2 separate regions of the Cyprinus carpio genome follow, and region 1 is linked to region 2. Evidence: chromatin contacts called from public Hi-C data. All regions are on one chromosome and are shown on one strand. The core of a region is the stretch at or near the end of the contact, and the rest is flanking DNA. Distances in the headings are between cores, read along the strand shown. Region 1 overlaps il17rel (putative interleukin-17 receptor E-like). Region 2 holds the start of LOC109050719 (serine/threonine-protein kinase pim-3-like).

Region 1 (2,700 bases), core at 193-2,692, 49 kb after region 2:
GTGAAGCAGTTGATTCGAATTTTGATTCGGAAAGCCTGCACACTCAAAGCCATTGGCTGAGTCAACTTTTCATGATTTCTTTACGCAATGTCCGATAAGAAATGATAAATTTTGTCATATATATATATATATATATATATATTATATAAATATATACGATTATATATATTTGTTTTCATAATATATGTGTGTATACTGGGGTATATATATATTATAGGGCTGTCAACATGATTAATCACGATTAATCATATCCAAAATAAATATAATTTTGTTATACATAATATATGTGTGTATACTGTGTATATTTATTATGTATATATAAATACACACACATGCATGTATATATTTAAGAAGAATATGTTATGTTTATATATTAAATATAGCCCTAATATATATATAGTGTATATAGTATAGTATATATAAAATGTGTTATTGTCTTTTAAAAATCACTCATGGAATAGCAAAGTGTCATACAGTTGCATCTGCTCTATGAATACTTCCTGTTCCTATATCCTATCGTGTGTGTCCTAATATGCATTCTTCCCTACTATAAAGCAGAAAAAACAATAGCCTATGTGAAATGAGTAGTGTTCATAAAACAATATGAGAAACACCCTGATGACATAGGCCTACTGCTTCCATCGAGTTTCCTAAGTGCCACGAGACCATAGAAGAGGAGTTGTAAATGGCAGTGAGGCGACTGACGCCGTAAGTCACATGACACTGACAGCATTGAGGGGTGTAGAACATCTGAACTTCACTCATACTAAACACATTCAAACTATATAGAACATACATCAAATGTAATACCTACTCAGAGAGTATGCCATTTCAGAAATACTGTTTTTTGAATACTACCAGTGAAGTAAGCATATTCTGAGATGAGAAGCTCTCCCTATCGGGATTTATGGGTTCAGACACCAACAGATGGTATGAGTCTATGGTAATAAAACTGACCAAGTCCAGAAGGTTAGAGGACAGGGCTGGTGGCTATTGACCCCAACCAAAAAGGTCAGATGCGGTCACTGGCAGCTAAGTGGAAGTAGCTAAACATACGACAACTCAGCAAATGCTTTTGTCTCTGTTTCTTTTTTCAGTGCTTTATCCCTTTATCCCAAACACGTTTTGGAGGCAAAGCGCAACCAGTCGAACATTCTGTCAGGGAGGTACAGAAAAGGCAGCGGTCTGGTCCGTATGGAAAGTATCAAAGGGGAATGCTTCACTCCCAGCTGAAGACTAGCAGACAGCAGGTGGAGTCTGGAGGCAGCGATGAAGTCATTGAGGCCAACAATTTTCACATGGGTTTGTTTTACAGTGTTTACCAGAGTCAAAAACTCCCTAGCGCTAGCACCCATATGCCACACACACACACACGGTTCCATAAAGAACCTTTAACATCCATGGAAACTTTCCATTTCACAAAAGGTTCTTTAGATTATTAAAATGTTCTTCACACATTGATTTTAAGAAATGTTCATTGAAAGGTTATTTGAGAAGCCAAAGATGGCTCTTCTGTGGCATCACTGTGAAACCCCCTTTATTTACAAGTGAACCCTGTGAACTCTGAGTATGATAAAAAAAAGAAAAAAGAAAAGAAGTTTATTCAGTTGATACTCATAAAAACACAATAAAATCACAGACTAAGTTGGACAATGATGGCATCTCCCCAAAACTGTATTTGTCCAATATCTATGATTGAGCTCTATTGTTTGGGCTTTACTCTATCCTTCAGGAATGTTTTCATCAGCAAACCCCAGAGCCGATTCCGCCCGGCCCCTCCCATCGGCACAGAGCCGCACCGTCCAGGAATGTCATACAGTATCTCTGCATCCTCAGGATCAGAGAAAAAAGTGTGTCATCGAATATCATGACGACAGGCACAGGCGACACAGTAACATGTGCAGGTGCAACAGTTTGTATGGCAGTGATCCAACACATTGGGGTTACACAAGAGTCTGTAAGCTGACCACCCATTTGTGACCTAGTTTCAAGCCTGATGTGAGAGAAATATCAAAAACTCGTTCACACTGCTGACACAGACATTCATTTCTTAGCGACCCTGCCCTCTGCTGTACAAAAGTAGTAACTCAGAGGTGACAAAAACAAATTTGATTATGCAAAGCAGGAAACTATTAATGTGTCGCAAAAATTCAGTCTTACATACAAATGCTTCAAATTCTGTGGGCGTTAATACATTGCGTGATATAAACTCATATAAAAGCAGCTGTTGCATTATGCATAAAAAAACAATGTATTTAGATATATTTTTCAGATGTTACAACTTGTAATATGTGCATCAGATAATACATAAACAAGTATTATGTTAAGCTTCAGTCTTACAGTCAAACAAACAAAAAAAGATTATACATGCATGCTTCACTGAGAACTGTCCTACAATCTACATCCTCTTGCTGAGAAGGCATGTGTCACTGATTCTGTTAAAAGAAACATAAGACATAATTTATTTGTTAAAATAACCACAAAAGACCTATTCATATCTAGATCTATTATATCTATAACTAGATCAATTATGTTTTCTAAAGAAAAGTGTGTCATGTTTGCCCATACAAAACTCATTGATTTGATGCTGGATGTTTTGGGTGGTTGTCAGGTCATTGTAATAGGTTGCTAAGGTGTTCTATGTTGTTTTTAAGCAGGTTGCTATGCAGTTGCAAAAGTAAAAATGCAAAAAGATGAAAA
Region 2 (2,700 bases), core at 104-2,603:
TTTCTCCGTGATGTAGTCGAATAAATCCTTCACCATCTCCGGCCGCTCCATTACAATCAGCCAGCCGTCGGCTCTCTCGTACCAATCGATGAGCTTAATGACCCCCTGAAACGTGCTCGCGACTTTCTTCAACAAAACGATCTCGAGTGGAACCAGCGAGCCGTTCTGGAATACAAACACGCATTTTAGAAACAACCCAGCAATGAGAAGAAAACCAACACGTAAATAAAGGCTTGTTTACTTACAATCGTACCCCATTCGGTCACTCTCTCCTTAGCGACGTGTTTTATCGCAACCTGGAGACAAAAAGAGAAAATCGCGCGTGTGAATGCGTGACTGTGGCGCCAAACGCGGCCATGTGCTGCCACCAAAACAAAGCCTACGCTTACCGGTAACGCGTCTGAGATCCGAGTACCGGCGTACACTGTCCCGAACCCGCCGCTTCCCAGCACCGAGCCCACATGATAAACCTTGTCAAACGGCTCCCTTTCGGTCTTGGCTGTAAAACGAAGGAGAGAAGCAGTATGGGTTAATGTGTTGGTATAAAAACGCGATTTAAACCGAACGTGTACTATGCACGGTTGGCAACAAAATGGCTCCATACGCAGGTCACGGAAAGGCGCGTGCCTGGATACGTCGCGTGTGGAAAATTAGAAATAAATAACACGCAATTAAATGCGGAGTGAAAGTGTATATCGCTTTTGTGATATTGAAGAACGACGTCTAACGTTACCTGCTTGAAGTTGAATTTTCACCGGCAAGTGTTCGATGTTGGTCGTGCTGCAAATATGAGAAAAAGATCCAAACTTGGACAGTAACATGTTTGTCGCCTTCTCAAAACGATTCTCAGTCCTTGCGATGCGTAACTGTGCTTCGGACCGGGAAACACCGGCACTCTCCGTCCTTCACCGAGAACTGCGGATTCCCTTCAGAAATGCAATATTTTGGTGGGACTCCGCGCGAAAATCCCACGAGCAATCGCAAAACGATTTCGATTCCTCGTCTACAAAGGTGTCAAGCTCCGGTAATTATTTACAAATGTCCCCGCGCACCCATAGTGAGAGAGAACTGCACACGTTTGCGCTTTTGGGTCTGCTCGGTTGATATGTCTGTGTGTGTGAGAGAGAGAGAGCGGGGAGACCGTATTAACTCTTAATTCTCGTGCTGGGCGCTGGACGCGTCGCACAGATCCCTCCGCGACGGATAGACGCACTACTATCAAATTAAAAACAAACGCCCTTCTCAAAATTCTTTAGTGTTTCAAGAAGGAAGAAATACTGCGTGATAAAATGTAGAATAACGCTGTAAATGTTTAAGCGTTCATCAGTAGTGATAAATAGTGGGTTGGTGAATAGTGCGAGACGCCCATGGATACCTGCTTTATAGCGCTTAGGCTATATAACAAGACCAACCACGTTGCACAGTTTATATAATTGCGCTGTGACTAATTGGGGTAATATTGCTGGGTTGTGCCTGTATAATAATAATAATAATAATAATAATGCGGTTTTAGCAACAACAACAATTAATTATTATAATAATAAGAAATATTAATAAAGCTTATTATTTTTATTGTTGTTGGTGAAGGGATCTGTAATTACTAGACTGCGCCTGTCACAAAAAAATAAAAAAAATACAAATTTATATATGTATATGATGCTTTAAATTGATCAGAAGTGATGATAAAGACATGTATAATGTTATAATGTAACAAAAGATTTCTATTTCAGAATAAATGCTGTTCTTCTAAACTTTCTATTCATCAAAGGAACCTGGAAAAAAAATCTGTTTAGCTGTTTTCAACATAATGTTTTTTTTGATCAGCAAATCAAACTTTTAGATTGATTTCTGAAGGATCATGCGACTGGAGTAATGATGCTAAAAAATCAGCTTTAAAATCACAGGAATAAATTACATTTTAAAATATAATAGAAAACAGTTATTTTAAACAGTACAAATATTTCAAAATTTTACTTTTATTTTGCTGTACTTTTGATTGAATAAATGCAGGCTTGGTGAGCAGAAAAAACATTAAAAACACTTCTTTAAAAAAACTTTAAAAATCTTACTGTACAAAAACTTTTGACTGGTTTATGAATAATGAATATTAATTAAGCACATTGTTATTATTTTTATCTATCTATCTATCTATCTATCTATCTATCTATCTATCTATCTATCTATCTATCTATCTATCCGTCCTTCCGTCCGTCCGTCTGTGTGACTGTCTGTCTGTCTGACCGTCTGTGTGCGTGTGTGTCTCTGTCTGTCTGACTGTCTGTGTGTGTGTGTGTGTGTGTGTGTCTGACTGTCCATCTGTCTGTGTGTGTGTGTGTGTGTGTGTCTCTGTCTGACTGTGTGTGTGTGTGTGTCTGTCTGTCTCTCTGTCTGACTGTGTGTGTGTTTGTGTGTCTGTCTGTCCGTCTGTGTGTGTGACTGTCTGTCTGTGTGTGTGTGTGTGTGTGTGTGTGTCTGTCTGTCTGTCTGTGTGACTGTCTGTGTGACTGACTGTCTGTGTGACTGTCTGTGTGACTTTCTGTCCGTCTGTGTGACTGTGTGTGTGTGTGTGTGTGTGTGTGTGTGTGTGTGTGTCTGTCTGTGTGTGTGAGTGTGTGTGTCTGTCTGTCTGTGTGACTGTCTGTGTGACTGTCTGTTCTACCTACTTTCTTTTTGACTTTCTGTCTGACTTTCTGTCTCTCT

What was found. A called contact is a pair of places that touch in the nucleus more often than the background predicts.
Region 1: a contact with region 2 is called in a Hi-C map of skeletal muscle, with 5 times the contacts expected there. The contact joins the enhancer-like site here to the promoter of LOC109050719 in region 2. A contact is called at or near these places in 6 of 8 Hi-C or Micro-C datasets (liver and skeletal muscle).

What each region holds. Positions count from the first base shown.
Region 1 is chrB25:14,374,384-14,377,083 of ASM1834038v1, forward strand. It overlaps il17rel (putative interleukin-17 receptor E-like), which reads right to left. Exons shown (of 18, transcript XM_042753207.1): 18 at 1,585-2,435. The coding sequence ends at 2,427. Among protein-coding and RNA genes, the nearest start is that of il17rel, 9.0 kb to the right of the region's middle. Within about 2 kb of position 1,443, at least 3 of the 8 cell types and tissues checked have an H3K27ac peak or open chromatin away from gene starts, as enhancers often do. A contact at or near this core is called in skeletal muscle, where this site is marked.
Region 2 is chrB25:14,325,710-14,328,409 of ASM1834038v1, forward strand. It overlaps LOC109050719 (serine/threonine-protein kinase pim-3-like), which reads right to left and starts at 1,354. Exons shown (of 6, transcript XM_042752890.1): 1 at 734-1,354; 2 at 390-499; 3 at 246-296; 4 at 1-165. The coding sequence starts at 821.